2 separate regions of the Mus musculus genome follow, and region 1 is linked to region 2. A link is a contact called in public Hi-C data. All regions are on one chromosome and are shown on one strand. Each heading gives the region's core, a stretch centred on a gene start, on an enhancer-like site or on the middle of the called end of the contact. The rest is flanking DNA. Distances are from core to core; before and after follow the strand shown. Region 1 holds the start of Dcx (doublecortin). Region 2 overlaps Dcx (doublecortin).

Region 1 (2,983 bases), core at 125-2,624, 60 kb before region 2:
AGCCACTCATTCTCAGCACATGGACCAGGTATGAGTCTCTTTGTTAACTGTTTACAGCTGCAAACAGACTTTTCTTTGACCATGACTGAGAAACCCTAACCTTTCGCTAATCTTTAATCTATTAGGTAGAAACACAAACATTTAGAAGGTAGTTTGACACCATGTCTATTGAGCCAAACAACAGTAATCAGTTTCTCCCTAGAGCCTATGACCTCCAAAGACATAGTAGCTTTTAACCAGTTGTATAGAACCAGAAGATTCCACTCTACGGACTAGACCTCAATTCCCAATCTTTAAAACACACTTCCCTTCTTAGGTGCTGCTTTCCCTTTTTTGATGTCTACACACACACACACACACACACACACACACACACACACACACACACACACACTATAAGCTAAAGTCCCATATGAAAGAAAGAAAATAAATCCTTTTGTCTCTCTCAGCCTCGGATACTTCACTCAGTATATCATTTTCGGTTCCACACAATTTCTTGCAAATCTCATAATTTCACATTTTACTGATGGGTGATTAAAATCATGCATATATCTTGCATTTTCATTACCCATTCATCTGTTAACAGACATCTGGGCTGTTTCTATTTTCTGGCTTTTGTGAATAGAGCAGCCATAAACACAGATATGCAAGTGTCTCTATGGTAGGTTATAGTCTCCTTTGGGTATATGCCCAGGAGTGGGAAGGTGAAACATTAACCAATGTTTTACATCAGTCTAAAATGTTTTGGAGTCATGCTGGGCCTAGAGACCTAAGTGCTGGCAAATTCTAGTAGCCAAGAAGCAGAACAGAGGCTGAAAATTTTCAGCAAATGAGAGGTCAGCCTGGGCTACACAGCGAGTTCCAGAACAACTATCACTATAAAGCTGGACCCTGACTCGATAAAACAACTGAACAAAAACTTGGAGAAGTGCCACTTTTCAATTCCAGCCTTCATGATTCCTGCAACTATTTTCCCGTGTACTGTCAATTTACTATTCCTGCTGACTTCGTTTAAAAAACAACCAGTGTTGGATGCATGAGCCGAAATGTTAAAAAATTTACATATTTTTTATTTTCTTTGAAGAAGATAAAAAGAGGAGATCTGTAATTTCTAAGAAACTTGATTTGGCCTGCTGAGTCCAGCCACTAGGCAGAAGGTTTTAGCCAAGTAAAATTGCCAATTTTCTAAGAGAAAGGGCTAGCACATTGCTCATTAGAGCATTCTGAGCTTGCCTGTGCAATCTTTTTTTTCCTACCCTGCAATTTCCTGTGCGTTATAAACGAAACCTTTCTAGCTGTTAATGCAGGCTGTGAATTGAAGAAAAAAAAGCATGTAATTAATCATAGGAGGTTGGGGGTGTTCGCTAAGCTTCAGTTACAGGGGAGAAGCTGGACAAGGCACTAGGACCTAGAAGGCAACTATCCACCCTGGCAGGAATTTCTTGCTTGGAGCTCAGACAACAAAGGCATAGAGAGATTGGTTTTCTTTCTCTCAGCATCTCCACCCAACCAGCAGAAAACCGGTGAGTGGGGCTTTCGAGTGATTTTCAAGCAGAATGTAACAGATGTCAACCGGGAAAGCACAAGGCACACGGCTTTCTTTCTCTGTGTGTTCGCCTCTTTCTTCTCTTTTATTTGCCTTATTCTATAGGATTTTTGTCCTCTAAGATTCTACCTGGGATTTTCCTTTGGAAAAGTGAGTTTGTTGTTCCTTTGTTTTCACTATGATGCTAATTTAGAATAATAGCACTTCTGATTCTAAAGCATAGCTTTATTTGCACAGCCTGCCTGGGGAAAATGCTTGCTACTCATCTTGAGGAGGTGGGCTCTTACTACTGCAGGTTGTCTGACAGAGACAATGCTGAGCTCAGCATAGGTCATGGTGACACTGGAAAAAAAGGGGGTACTGAGCCTGGCAAATATACCAACTACCAGTCCTCCTTTATCTCCTTTCTCCCTGGTTTCTTGCAAATCTCGATGTGGCAGTATATATATAGCAGCTGAGCCCTCTTGCTTTGTGAGTCTTTTTCCCCCCATTTGTGAGATGAATGTTAATAGTTTGGTTTCTTGGATGTCACATTACCTTTGTAAGGGGTTAGGGCTTTGGTTGTATTATTGGGTTGCATGTTTTCATTGTTTTGGACGTTTTTTTTTCTGGTGGGGGACGGGTTCAGGGGGGTTGAAATCCAAGCTTGACAGATGACTTTTTTTTTCCCTCCATCAATACACCTAAGCAATAGACAAGTTTGAAGTGAATTGCCTGCTTCGAGGGCAAAATATTCCTTCAGTCAGGGGAGAAACCCAGAACAATGAAAGGTGTACCTACTTGGAAAGGTCCCATGTGCTATTCAGGGACCCATTTGGGAATCTTTCCACAATTATTCCATTAAGAGGTGTTGCTGCATTCATTGGTCGGGGAGGGGATGAAACACCTGAAAGGAGAAAAAGGATTCTGTGATCAAATGGAAATGAAAGGGAAGCAGAGCTAATAGCTTGCTAAATAACTGGGTTTTTTCGACAATCCCTCCCCCTTTTAGACCCCAGCTTATTTCTTATGGATGCCGTATAGCGGCACCAGCTTGATGGGGAGAGGGTTTGATGAATAGCACAAAGGCACTGGGTATTCCCTGGAGGCTGTCCCTTTAAAAGAGAATCCTAGTTTATTCTGGGGGAGGGGATACACATATTAGAGCAGGCAAAAAAGGACAAGGAATAAAAGTAATTCACCCCCTTCCTAGCCATTGTATTGAGATGCAAAGGCTGCTTCCTACAGGAGGGTGCTAACCTTGGCTAGCTCCCTCTGTTTCTCTTTGAGGGAATTTAGTCAGGCTATGGATTCATTTACAACTGTTAGTCATGTGGCCATGTGTGAAGGAGCAGATGCCAGTTTTAATGTATTTTGCCCGAAGTTACAATTTGATAGGAGCCACTGTCAGGAAGCTCCAGGTTTTTAAGCTATTTCAACACGCCCTCCCCAAATTGG
Region 2 (2,746 bases), core at 101-2,600:
GGATTTAAAATTCACATTTCATCTTGTAAATCTACAGTATCTCACCATCTATGATTGAATTTGGCTTGAGAACCAACTCAATGAAATGAATCCCTGAAGGACTATTTCTGGGTTCTCAGACCTTGCTTTCTTGATGGATGAGTCTGGGAAGAGGAACAAAAGCATTTATTTATATTTAACAGGAGCAATTAACCAAAGCAATCCAGGCACAGCACCCAAGGGCACATTGGAATGGTTGTGTGAAAACCATAGGTCTGTCTTTTGGCTTTGTTCTGAAATAAGTCTTAGCCACCTTGGCTCCTCTTAGATAGCTTTCTAAAAATGTCTCTATGCAAGTACAGAGGAAACGGGAACTATTTAAACCAGAAGAAAAGAAAGTCTAGAGTAGCTCACTATGAGAAAACATGGAACTGGCTGGATTATGGGTTGAGATCTCCCTCTCTAAGGCATTATGGAGATACCAAGAATAAGACAGAGGCACAGTGGGGGAGAAGTGGGAAATTGTGAAATGGAGTGTGTGATCAAATTCTAAAGCCACCATCCATAAAGGAGAGGAAGAGTTACATACTTTAAACTTGGCAAGTCTCAAATTGCTGTATCTTTGTTGATCAAGGAGAGAATCATGTGAGATCACATATGATAGAATGTTTCAGGAATAACCGTACAACAACAATGTGGGGTAGAACTATTTGATTTGTGTGTGTGTGTGGGGGGGGGCTGAAATCACACTTGGTGAGTATTTCAGAATAAACATCCTATCAAAGCCAACAGACTTGAGTTTGACTGTGTCCCTTATTGGTATTCCAGTGGATGAGCAGATCTGGATGAGGTGGATGAACATTAAAGTCACTTTAGTACCCAGTCATCATGGGTTAGAAGCAAGGCACAAGACACTTTTTTCAATACCATCCTGGTCAAATGAACTTGAATTAAGAATGTATAATATAACTTGTATTACTCACTACCTAGAAAACTCTTTAATCAGTACACTTGGGACCACTTAGAGACATCTCTGTCTTCAGGGATCTGTGTATCCTCCAGAGAAGGGAACGCACCACCTGCAATCTCAGCATCAACACTACCTGGCTGGTGACATTGTTCACTCTTTCTTTGACTACACACACTTGAAAGTGGGCTCTTTTATTGTTCTTTGAAAAACAGCATCCTACCCTCTTCATTTTCATGTAATATATTTAAATCCCTGTAAATTCAGATAGGTCAACCTACTGACCTTACCAGCCATCCTGTTTTACATGCCCTGTTCCATGTAGTTAAGTACCACTGACAGGAGGAAGAGGCTAAAGATGACTGCAGGAGCAAGGACACAACCATCCCAAAATCCTGGGAGACAAGACCGTGTGGGATTAAGCTTGGTAACTGTGCTACATGCACAGCCGAAGAGTACTGACTAAGGGAATCAATAGAACACAGATACTGTATTCCCAGAGAGCTCTGTGGCACAAGAGTAGTTATTCCATGTGCTCTCTCTCTCTCTCTCTCTCTCTTTCTCTCTCTCTCTCTCTCTCTCTCTCTCTCTCTCTCTCTCTCTCTCTCTCTCTCTCTCTCTCTCCGGTGCCCTATTGCTTTGTAACATTGTGTATGTGCCCGTTTAGTTTGCTTAATTGAAAGGAAGCTCTTGCTAACCATTTTCTAATTTGAACAGGACTATATGGGTTAGAAGCCTTCTTGACAATGTGCCCACCTCTGGTGACTGTCACTACTCTCCCCTTGGCTCTTCTTTTTTCCATAGTCTCTGTGAGAAAACTGTCAGAGGAAGAAATCCCAAGAGCACTTGCTTAAAAGCGGGGAAAGGCGTATGTTCTAAAAGCTGAAAGCAAGGAGAAAAGAGCCAGAAATCCCTTCACACAAATCTTGCTTCTGCATCCTCTACCTCTGCTTCCTCTTCAAAAGAATCCTATTTTCAAAAATATTGATAAGGTAGCCAAAGAAGTTGAAATTAGTTTGACACACCTTATTGCAAAGAGGAAAAACGAACTCTCCTAAAAGAAGAAATGAGAGGATTTGGACTGTGCATAAATCTGAGGGCAGTGAGACAGTTTTCTGATTCTGAGGAGGAACAGGAAAAAAACAAGAGTCAGTGAGGGAAGAGTAATTACTAGAGGGCTCAAGATGTTAGTAAGGGGAAAGGAAGTCTATCTACTAGTCAATGGTGCCACTTCCATTCACTCTGAAGATGAAATGCAACATGATATCCCTTCTATAACAGCGGTGGAAATAAGGTATATCCTCAGGAAATATTCATGATTCAGAAGTTTAAACCACAATATTCTTAGACTATCTTTTTACTGGAGTGTTCTCTCTCCTTCTGCCCCCACTCTACCTCCCACCTCTGAGACTCTTCTCTCTGTTTTAATAGCATATCACATAATATCTTTCTAGCAATATAGATCCTATGATTAAAAAAACTGCTTCACCATAAGACCATCTCATGGAAAGCCATTTAATTATCCCATTTTTCATGTGACACCTTTTCTTTTTTCTTATTAAAGGTGCTAATTGTCAAGGGGATAGAAAACAGCTTGAAATTGCAATGGATTTACCCATGTTCAAAAGGAAAATCATCTCATTTCCATCATGTTCTTGACTAGAGATGGACTGGGCTCGGACCTTGATGTTTTTCCACAATTATCTAGAATTAATTTCTGTTTATTTCTGCCTTTCGCTCTGTTCTTGGTCTTTTATTCTAATCTTGTTATCTTTCTTGCCTCGATTTCAGGTCCTCCAC

What was found. A called contact is a pair of places that touch in the nucleus more often than the background predicts.
Region 1: a Hi-C map of olfactory sensory neurons shows a contact between it and region 2, with 1.6 times the contacts expected there. The contact joins the promoter of Dcx here to the enhancer-like site in region 2. A contact is called at or near these places in 3 of 484 Hi-C or Micro-C datasets (cerebral cortex, embryonic fibroblasts and olfactory sensory neurons), 2 of 115 datasets of contacts at active chromatin or transcription factors (embryonic forebrain and neural tube) and 2 of 9 other capture datasets (adipose tissue and pancreatic islet).

The regions. Positions count from the first base shown.
Region 1 is chrX:143,931,610-143,934,592 of GRCm38.p6, reverse strand. It overlaps Dcx (doublecortin), which reads left to right and starts at 1,374. Exons shown (of 7, transcript NM_001110223.1): 1 at 1,374-1,523.
Region 2 is chrX:143,871,370-143,874,115 of GRCm38.p6, reverse strand. All of the region lies in intron 5 of Dcx (doublecortin), which reads left to right. Among named protein-coding and RNA genes, the nearest start is that of Capn6, 45 kb to the right of the region's middle. Within about 2 kb of position 1,350, at least 2 of the 459 cell types and tissues checked have an H3K27ac peak or open chromatin away from gene starts, as enhancers often do. A contact at or near this core is called in olfactory sensory neurons, where this site is marked.